3 separate regions of the Sus scrofa genome follow, and regions 1 and 2 are each linked to region 3. A link is a contact called in public Hi-C data. All regions are on one chromosome and are shown on one strand. The core of a region is the stretch at or near the end of the contact, and the rest is flanking DNA. Distances in the headings are between cores, read along the strand shown.

The links. Hi-C and Micro-C count contacts between places; a contact is called where the count stands out from the background.
Region 1: a contact with region 3 is called in a Hi-C map of mesenteric adipose tissue, with 3 times the contacts expected there. The contact joins the enhancer-like site here to the promoter of COL6A3 in region 3. A contact is called at or near these places in 2 of 5 promoter capture datasets (fetal liver and fetal skeletal muscle), 3 of 47 Hi-C or Micro-C datasets (mesenteric adipose tissue, skeletal muscle and undifferentiated spermatogonia) and 2 of 2 datasets of contacts at active chromatin or transcription factors (alveolar macrophages and skeletal muscle).
Region 2: a contact with region 3 is called in a Hi-C map of embryonic fibroblasts, with 8 times the contacts expected there. The contact joins the enhancer-like site here to the promoter of COL6A3 in region 3. A contact is called at or near these places in 1 of 5 promoter capture datasets (fetal skeletal muscle), 15 of 47 Hi-C or Micro-C datasets (alveolar macrophages, blood, embryonic fibroblasts and 8 more) and 1 of 2 datasets of contacts at active chromatin or transcription factors (skeletal muscle).

Annotation. Positions count from the first base shown.
Region 1 is chr15:136,908,517-136,911,719 of Sscrofa11.1, forward strand. No RefSeq gene overlaps it. Among named protein-coding and RNA genes, the nearest start is that of MIR7141, 80 kb to the right of the region's middle. Within about 2 kb of position 1,330, at least 19 of the 83 cell types and tissues checked have an H3K27ac peak or open chromatin away from gene starts, as enhancers often do. A contact at or near this core is called in alveolar macrophages and mesenteric adipose tissue, where this site is marked.
Region 2 is chr15:136,872,489-136,875,837 of Sscrofa11.1, forward strand. No RefSeq gene overlaps it. Among named protein-coding and RNA genes, the nearest start is that of COPS8, 46 kb to the left of the region's middle. Within about 2 kb of position 1,318, at least 12 of the 83 cell types and tissues checked have an H3K27ac peak or open chromatin away from gene starts, as enhancers often do. A contact at or near this core is called in embryonic fibroblasts, where this site is marked.
Region 3 is chr15:137,102,005-137,105,543 of Sscrofa11.1, forward strand. It overlaps COL6A3 (collagen alpha-3(VI) chain), which reads right to left and starts at 1,683. Exons shown (of 44, transcript XM_021075741.1): 1 at 1,586-1,683; 2 at 1,111-1,317. The coding sequence starts at 1,678.

The DNA.
Region 1 (3,203 bases), core at 80-2,579, 190 kb before region 3:
ACAGACAGCTGTACCACGCATCATCGCCGTTCTACAGACTCAGGTCTGAGGCTCAGACACAGGAAGCAACACTCCCAAGGCCACACAGCTTGTGGGAGACAGAGCCAGGACTCAATCCAGGTGGGCGACACCAGATGGGACTTGAACACCTGGAATTCATGACCCCTTGGGACAGCACCTTGTGGGTGGCTGATTTGCTCCATGATCTCACATCCCCACAACCATCTAGTGGGAATGAGTTTTTACTGTATTCACTAGAGAGGAAGAAGTGGAGATTTGGAGCAATTTGGTGGAGAATCTGAGACCACACAGGGTTAACTGGTGGAGACAGACTCTGAGTCTTCCAGGCACAAAGGCCTTGTAACATGTGACACGGGGACATCTAAAAGCCCATGCTTCACTGAATCAAGTAGACTCGACTCTCTGTATCCCAGTACAGAAGCATCTCTATTGTGTTCAACAGACGGCATCTATTCCTGAGTTTAGACGTCCCAAAGTATGGTCCAACCAGAGCTTCACACCAAAGCGTCCGATGTCTCTAGTCGGGATGAGCTGGAAGTTACAGGCTCTGATGCAGCAAAGGCAACATCAAAATCAAAGCCTCTGCCTTTGAACATAACACCGCCAAGGACCACAGAGCTCTTAGACCCTTCCAAGAGTCTGGCTCACCAATGACTGGACAGTCTTTGTCATCCCTTTAAGACAACCATCTTCACAAACCAGATGTCACATGTTCCCAGACTAAAGAAGCTCATCTGCTGACCACGAGCTGGTCCATTTCAAAAGCAGCTCTGTTCACAACCCGTTCTGAGTTAAACAGATGTGTTCTGAGGAAATCACTGCCGAATGTTCTGTCATCGAGATGGTGACATAAAACCTCTAAGAATCCTATTTCGGTGCCAGCCTGACGTCAGAGGGTCAGAGACGTATTGTGGAGAAGATGTACACTTCGGAGTAAGTTTAGGAGAACAAAGAAAGTGACAGCGGGAAGCAGTAACGTCCCTGGTCTGTACAACTCCTGGGAAGGAAAAGTCAAAGAGAAGCTGTCAAGCATCTCCCCCAGCAGAGGGTCAGACAGGCTGGGGAGGCTGGGGAGGAAGCCAGGTGAGAGCACTAGCAGGGAAAGCTGGGCTCCCTGGAGCCAGGCAGAGGGCTCAGCCTGGAGGAGGGCTCCCAGCCCTGCTGGGAGCACATGCCTCCAAGGGCCCCGGGAAGTTTCGTAAGGAGAGTTGAGTGTCGGTCCAGATGATTCGTCATTCCTGTGTTTGGAGACCAGACCCTGACCAAGCTGACCTCACCTATGATGCAGACGCTTGTGTCTGTGGAACACACACACACACACAGCAGCCCAGGCAGTGGGGAGCACTAGCTCCAGCTTTACAGATGGCTTTGCTCCGTCTGATGGTTTGTGTGATTGCCCAAAAACACACACCCCCCTCCCACACAGCTCCCTCGCACTAAAACTCTCTCTGGCCAACGGAACGCGAGCAGATGTGGGATGAGCACGAGCCTTGGATGGGCTCGCGTAGTCTGCCTCTTACACACTGAGATCTGCTCTTAAAAGACCTGCCATTGAGTGGCTGCTGCCTCTTCAGCCTTGACCCCAGAACAAAACTTAGCAGACCGAAGAGCCCAGCCTAGCAGACCCACAGCTTGAAACAGAGCTGTCCACTGAGCCCAGGGCTGACCAGCTCCACGGCCAGTGTGCAGTTCCCGAGCATGAGGGTAAATACTGCCAAAAAGCCGTTGCATTCAGGCGTGTTTTGTTACGCAGAATTACTGAGGCAATAGTGAACTGATACTAAAGGTTGTGTAATTAACCAAAGTGGGGGGAAGTTTGATTTCCAGCATTCGTATTTTCCCATCTCCAATCCAGTGCTCTTTTAATTATGCCGCAGAGAGCAAGCAGTGTGGAGATGGGAAAGGAGGGCAGATTTGGGGAAGAGGGAGTTCCGGGTGTGGTTCGGCAGGTTAAGGACCCGACATAGTCTCTGTGAGGATTCGGGTTCCATCCCCGCCCTCGCTCGGTGGATTGAGGATCCAGCATTGCTGCGAGCTGTGGTGTAGGTCACAGACACAGCTTGGATCTGGCATTGCTGTGGCTGTGGTGTAGGCCCACAGCTGCAGCTCTAGTTCAACCCCTAGCCTGCAAACTTCCACATACTGCAGGTACAACCCTAAAAAGAACAAGAAAGAAAAATTGGGGACAAATCCCTACTACCGGCTACTGAAGCTTCCAGAAGGTACAAAGATAAAGAAGAAGATTACGCGGGAGCTCATCCAAGATAAAGACTTATTAACAAATATCCCTAGATTGACGTTTCCAGATGATGTTCCACATAAATTGCTTGTAATTATCATTCAATCAAAAAAATACAGGAATTTCCGTGGGGCGCAATGGAAACGAGTCTGACTAGCATGAGGATGTGGGCTCATGGCCCCTGGCCTTGCTCAGTGGGTCTGGGATCCGGTGTTACTGTGAGCAGTGGTGTAGGTCGCAGATGCGGCTCGGATCCCATGTTGCTGTGGCTGTGGTGTAGACCGGCAGCTGCAGCTCTGATTGGACCTCTAACCTGGGAACTTTCATATGCTATGGGTGTGGCCCTTAAAAAAAAAATTATGCCTGTGCTCTCATGCGCTTATCCATGAACCTAAAATGCCTTGCTATGTAGCTCTCCCTGTATTTAAATTTGGTTGAAATGCCTGTTTTCAACACTTAGATGAAGTCTACTATCTTAAGTATAAAAACAATAGTATTTTGGAGTTCCTGTCATGGCTCAGTGATTCACGAGCCTGACTAGTATCCATGAGGACACTGGTTCGATCCCTGGCCTTGTTCAGCAGGTTGAGGATCTGACATTGCTGTGAGCTGTGGTGCAGGTCACAGACGTGGCTTGGATCCTGAGTTGCTGTGGTGTAGGTGGGCAGCTGCAGCTCCATGTTGACCCCTAGCCTGGGATCCTCCATATGCCAAGAGTGAAGCCCGCAAATGACAAAAAAAGTAGTATTTTACAGAAGAAAGGAAGTAACAAAACATGGTTATCACACAGGATCCATCTGATCCATTTCTGACCAACCCCAAGCCTTGTGCCCTTTTCCTGACGTAAAGCAAATGATGTGGAGACAGGAAATCGCAAAAGTGCTGAAAACTGAGCATATGTCTATTTCTTCTTTTTAGGGCCACATGAGTGGCATGTGGAAAT
Region 2 (3,349 bases), core at 68-2,567, 230 kb before region 3:
CACATCAACTATGGGAGGGGAGGCAGAGCCTGGCCTCAAAGGCAAATGAGGAGTCCTTTTGGGGGGCGGCAGAGGGGAAATGCACCTACAGCACATGGCGGTTCCCAGGCTAGGGGTCACATCGGAGCTGCCGCTGCCCGCCTGCACCACAGCCACAGCAACGTGTTCATCCAGACCTCACGTGGGACCCTCCACTGCAGCTTGTGGCTGCGCTGGATCCTGAACACACCGAGCAAGGCCAGGCATCAAACCCATGTCCTCATGGACACTCTGTCGGGTTCTTCACCTGCTAAGCCACAACAGGAACTCCAGAGAGCCCTCTTTGTACCACGGCTTTGTTCTCACCCATAGCTTGTGTTGGGAGGCACTTACCAGGGGCCAGAGTGGCTAAGCCCATGGGTTGGGACCTCCGAAGTTCTGCTGGAGGAGCCCCACCTCCACAACCCTGGCTGAGACTCCGCCTGAGGCAGGGGCCCCTGAGGCCAAAGGCTCCTCTGAGCTGAGCAGGTGTCCCCAGGCACACAGAGGGCCCTGAGGGTGGGGGTTGCTTTCCCTGCACCCCAGACCCTTGGTAGCAGCTCTCACTCTCCTTTGGGGTGCTCCCCTCCCCCATGCCACGTGCTCCCAGGCCACTGTCACTTCATGCCACCTGAACTTCAGGCCACCCCCCAGGGTCCATTCATTCTCTGCTTCCCCAGAGGTTGACCCTTGAGCAAAGGGACAGGGCAGGGGTGCAGCAGCCCCTCGAGAAGGACCCCTTGGCTCCTGCCGAGGCCTTTTCCATGTCTCTGTTATTATGACTGACTAATCAGTTATACCCAACGACTTTATCATCCGAGCTGGCACAAAGGAAGGTTCTAGAATAAAAGTGAAATGCGTGAGTGAGTTCACTGACTCCTGGGGCAGGGGCTCCGAAGCCTCCATCCCTCTCCAGCCCCTTCTCCACCTTCCGCGCCAACCCCACCCTGCTGTGGAGGCAGGAGACCCTTTAGAAGCACACGGGGCCCCCTAAGCAGCAGCAGGTGAGCCTGTCATTCCTAGGACAGCTCACTTGGCTTCGTCCCGGTGAAAGGAATGGAAAAGAATGTTCTTCAGGAGCTGCACTGGTTCTGGAGCAGACGGCAACCGACGGGTCAGGAGCAGGAAGGCGGTGGCATGCATACATTTCGCTTCAAGCTGCGGCTTTTCCTTCCTGTTGAGAGCCCACACTTGATGTTCCAAGAGCCTTGGGAAGTAAAGCGATTTGCTGGGGGTGTTGGCTGCAGTGGCCGCCGTGGAAATTCCTGAGGGGAGAGCGTGTGGGTGGAGGGACGGGGCGGGGGCGCTCAGAGGCGTCTGGGGAAGAGCCCTGTAGAATCTCTGAGTCACAGCCTGGCCGCCGCGGAAACTGCGGGCGGGATGGGGGGCGTCCACCCTTGGCTGGCACTCCGCTCACACACGTGTGTGGTGTGTAGTGAGTGTGTGCTTGTGTATACGTGCATATGAGTGTGTGGGCACATGTGTGTGTATAATGTGTGTGTGCGCCTGGCTGCAGCCACTCACACTCCCCAGAGGACTCTCTCCAGGCAGCCTCTCCTCCTGCAGGTGCAGCCGTGACTGCGAACACGGGGTCCTGCCATGCGGGTTACCGATGCGGGCCCCGGGCAGCTGCCTCTGCTTGGCTTTGTTTGGCAGCTTTCCCCAGCAGTTTGTTGATCCAGAGCGCATGTTTTCTCCACCACCACAATGCAGCCCTGGTTGTCACACTAGCTCTCTGCTAACGAGGCCCGAGCCTCCGGACGTGTGACTAGAAAGTGTGTCTGAGGCATGGGAGACCCCAGCAGGAGCAGAAAACCCTTCCCCATGGAAAGAAGCCCTTCCCCAGCCTCGGGAGCCCCGTGCCTGTCAGGAGAGAAGGAAGTGGCATCTTCTGTGCCTATTTTTACACATCCTAAGGCTGTGGTCCCCACCCACCCCAGGGGGCCCTGTGATACCCACCCACCTGGAGACTAAAGCAGGGCAGGCCCTGGGACTGGGCAGCCCTCCAGCACCAGGCCAGTGGCCTGCAGTCTGCCTTTCCCGCCCCGGGCAGGAGCTGGGACAGTTCGTGCATCTCTAGGGATGTGAATTAGGAACCAGTTAGTGCCTCTCTAAGGATGTGGATTAGGAACCAGTTAGTGCCTCTCTAAGGATGTGGATTAGGAAACATAGTGAGGGGTGAGACCAGCCAGCACTGGAGCCTCAACAAAGGGCTGCAGAGTACAGGCCCTCCAGGCACGAAGGTCCTCAAACAACCCAGGGCTCTGGGGGCCAAGGGACCACTTAGAGAAAGAGAAAGATGGAGGGGTGACGGCGTGGCCCCAGGAGCCAGCTGGACAGAAGGACGGCTGACTCCAGACCCGGTCCCGGACATCAGCTGTCTTGGATTCTATCCTTGGAGGTCGGAGATGCCCCAGCTCCCCGAGTTAGCTTGAGTGGTCCTTGCCGCGAAGAGAGCCCTCGTTGAAAATAGCACAGGGCTCTATTTGATGCTCACAATCGCCGTGCTTGTTACCCATTTCATGGGCGAGTAAAGCTGAGGCTCACGGAGGCTAAGGACCTTCAGGAGGCCACAGAGCCAGTGCCTGGCAGCGCTGGGAGCTGACCCCCGTGTGTCCTACCCACCCCCACCTCACACTCCACCTGCCACCATCACCTCTTTCCCCTTGAAACTCTCTTTTTTGGAGCACGATTTGACGCTCTTGGGACTCACCGGATTTGTGCTGCTCTCGTGCCTGTGGCTCTGAGGTTGGACGTGCAGATGGGTGATCCCCACTGTCCTTAATTAAAATCACCGGCAGCAAAATGTCCAGAGCACTTGCTGGCAGCTTCCCTGTGCTCGCTTTCTGTCGGGGGTGAGTAATAAACAAGTGTCCGACAGCACAGCCCACCAGGGTCCGCTGCATGGGACTCATGGGGCATTTGGGTGGCAGGAAAGCAGCTGCTAAGGGCACGGCTGCTGGTGTGGCTGCTCCACCATCAGTCTCAGCTGTGAAGGCACCGGGTTGGGGGGCTGGGGGGCTGGGGGCAGGGAGGCGGGGCGGGGGCTCAGTGAGGAGCCCCGGCCTCTCTGGGTGGGCACCCGTCTCACTTGGAAGCCCAAGGATCTGGCTGGACTCCCAGGAGGCTCCAGAGCTGAGAGGCCCTCAGAGGCTCCCGGGCTGCACAACTCAATGTTTCATTTCTCTTTTTTCCCCGCCTTTGCCTCTTTTCAGGATCCCTCTCTGTTTACTGAGCGCTGGCAGTGTTAACTCTGCCTCTGGGTTCTAGGCTCCACGAGGGCCTGCCCTCCCCAGAAGCTTCTGCCCCAGAGTCACATCTCCTGCTAAGC
Region 3 (3,539 bases), core at 433-2,932:
TAAAATAGAAGATGTTTACAGTAAAGCCTAGGAGAGGGAGCTCCCGTTGTGGCTCAGCAGTAACAAACCTGACGAATGTCCATTAACTGTGTGCAGAGCGAGAAGCTGGCTGGCGCGGGCCAAGTCCCCTGTGCCCCTAATGCTTAGAGCAGTTTGTTTGTGGGGTCCTGACCGGCCTTCCCCTCCACTCCTTGAGCTGGCCGTGAAATGCCCATGTCTGTTTACACCCACAGTCCTCCTCTGAGCCCTGCCAGGAACCCCACCCTTGCGCCGGACCTCATCAGTTTTCTACCACGGTCGCCCCTGAATCAGGTCCCCAAAGCAGGCTGGCCACGGCCAGGGAACACTTTCCATACTGGGTGAGAGGACCAGAGAGCCCCACCCTCCCACCAGGGAGCAGGCCCCGGGCTCCGGGCTTGGCACCCGCACCACATCTGGGCAACCCCAGCCGGCCCGTGGCTCCAGGAGCCCTGCCTTATCCTCTGGGCGCACGGCCCAAAATCGAATTCTTTCTCCTCCTCTGACCCCTGCAGCTTCTTTAATTAACCCCAGAGGGCAGAGACTCCAGCAGCAACTCCAGATTCCTGAAAAGATGAAGCCCCGGTGGCAATGGCTGAGTAACTCTCGACCTGGCCCTGTGCCTGGACACCCAAGTTACCCCAATCCCCTGGAGGCCGCAGAGGCTGCACCAGCCACGGCGCGTGCGGGGCCCCGCCGGCCACACCGACCTGGGAGAACTCGGAGTCTCCCCAAGCTGCCTCTGGAATCCTTGCAGACACTTCTGCGAACAAAGCAGATTCCAGCTGAGCCTCAGAAGAAGGAGACAACGTCAAATAAATCCTGAGCCGAGAAACAGCACAGTCAGGAGAGCAGAGGCTGATGGAGCGTGTGGGCAACTGAGCTATGCCCGCGGGCAGCCTCCTGCTCCACCCAGCTCGGGGCACCAACGGAGAAAGGAAAATCCACTGAATCTTCCAGCGACCAGAAGCTTGTCCCCAAAACCGACTCTACAGGAGGGAACAAGGGAGCCACGGAGACGTGCTCGCGGGGATGCAGGCATCGCCCTTGGGCCCAGAGACCCAAAACGGGGACCGGAGAAGGGGCACTCACCCTGAGCAAACCTGGAGAAGCGAGCGTCCCGGGCTCCGCGCTGCAGTTATGTGCACATCTGACGCATGCTTTCCCCACTCGCTGTGTCTCCTTGTCCTTCTGCAGGAGAGGGGACCCCCGGTGGAGGCGGAAAACTCCCCCGTGGTCCTTGCAGGAGGCTGGCGCGCGGGAGAACTGAGCGGCCTTTGGTGGAGACTGAGCTGCACACTGGACCGGATCCAGTCGGGGATACAGTCAGGGCGCCCTCCAGCTCCTCCCCTCCCTCCTCCGACCCCTCCTCTCCCCCTCCCCACGGCGGGCCTGCCCCACACTGTAAATGAAAACCAGACTCTTGTTCTGTTGCTTCTGGCCCCACTGCTGGCTGATGTCACCTCGGAAGGCTGTCTTTGCCCTCGGAGCCCAGAGCTGGACGCCTGCAAACTTGAAAAAAAAAAAAAAAAAAAAAAAAAAAAGAACCACCCCTTCTACTCATCACCTTTTGGGCTGGGCTCTGGGCCGCACAGAGAACAAATTTTGAAATTCTGTTCCTGGGTCTCCATGGTTTTCCTGCAGTGTTTTCCAACTCCATCTGAAAGGGAAACAGGAAATGCAGTCTCCCCTCCACCCTCACCACACCCTCCCACTTCTTCTTGAAGTTTCTGAATTGAGACTTCTCCTAATAACCTCCCCCTTCGGATATAAAAACCGGCCATTAAAATCGCCTTGGCCTTCTGCTAACCAAAGCGCCGTTTGCCAATGAAAAGGCAAAGGGAAACACTACATCTTTTTTTTTTTTTTTTTTGGTAATTCTGTATATAATGATTCTGATTGTGAGGCTAAGGGTCCCAGTCTAGGACCCATACGAGGGGAACAAGGATGGTTGTCATGCTCAGATTTGCAGGAAAGTCCTTGAGGAGGCACTTGTGCTTCTGCAAGGCGTTGCACACGTCACCGCACCTGGGTGCACACTACCTCTTCCCTGAAGATCTGCATCGCCTTTTTAAAAGATACGTGTCGTTTTTTCTCAGGTGGGGTTATGGTCCCATGTTACAGATGAGAAGAACCTGGTTCGTAGCAGAGCTTAGATCAGAGCCCTGGCCGTGGACACCCCCAAACTGCTCCACTGTTCACCGGTCGCAGGGCCCCTCTAAAAAGTTGGTTCCTGTGAAATGTCAGGAGACACCTGAAGGATGCTTTCGGCTTGGAGACCCTTCCAAAGCCAGGTCGGGAGGGTAAAGGTGTCATTAACTCCTTTCCTTCCAGGGATGCTTGCCTTCACGTTTAAGGAGGACGGAAGACGGCACAGGAGAGACGGTGCTCGCTCCCCTCCTGAGCCCCAGGGCCCCCCTACTCACCCCGAGAGGATGTGCCCCCTCCCTGCTCCCCGGGGGTTCAGCTAGAGGAATGTCAGGATGTCAGGTTGGGGACAGAGATCTGGACTGCGGCGCTTCCTGGCCCGTCGCCAGTTGGGGAGAAACCACATCGCCAGAGTCACGTGTGGGACACCGGCGTTCCCACGAGGGGAGCCCGTCCCCCACCAGATCCTCAGCCCCCAGGGCAGGCGCGAGGACTTGGGCTGGCAGAGCAGGGACATGTCCACCACCTCATGGGCTGGCCTCTCAAGCTCAGCCCTGGGAAGAACCTTTTCTCCGAGGCACGTCGCCTGCTGCAAACAAGGCAACGTTCGGTTACCACTTTCTGTCCCAAGCAGCTCGGCTCGGAGAAGCTAACAAAGCAAGTGTGGCCTATGTGTTCCTATTCAGTGGTTCCTTTTTTTTTTCAAACAAAAAACAGCTATTTCTTTTCAAAATAGCTAGGAATATACATTCCTTGGTATTAGAAATAACTATTATTTAAATGTCAAAGCTGAAGCATCACTTAGAACAAGACTTAAAGAAAGAAATCCCCCCCCCCATCAGGGACAGTGGTCTGTAATTCTTCACTGTAACTAGTCACTGACCACCCAGACCCTCGCCCACAGTGTCTGTGGCCTCAGAAAGTTCTGGAAGCTGGCAGCAGTTGGTGGAAAACCTCCCACATCCTCCCTCGTGCTCGCCCTCGAGAGCATTGTGGCTCCTAGGGTTTTCTCACTTAATCACTGGGGTTTGGGCCTCTCAGTGGAATGAACGGAGGAAGCCATCTCGGAGGTCAGCACTGACCTCAACACGAGGGTCCTGGGTCCAGATATGGCCACCAGGGGACCTCAGAAGTCACAGACTCTCTCCATCCAGAGTCCCCTTAAATGCTGCCCTGAACCAGCCCAAGCACCTCTTCCCCTTTCCTTCCACGCAAGTTAGAAAGTTACAAACCCCTTTTTCCAGGCTCCACTGTAGTTGGGGCTCTGGGCGGGTGGAGGATGCGCGGCTGTGATCCAGGGAGAGGAGGGTTGGGGGAGGACTGAGGGGTGGGAGGGGCTCAGCGATTTTCTGCGACTTTGGTCTTTTTTTTTT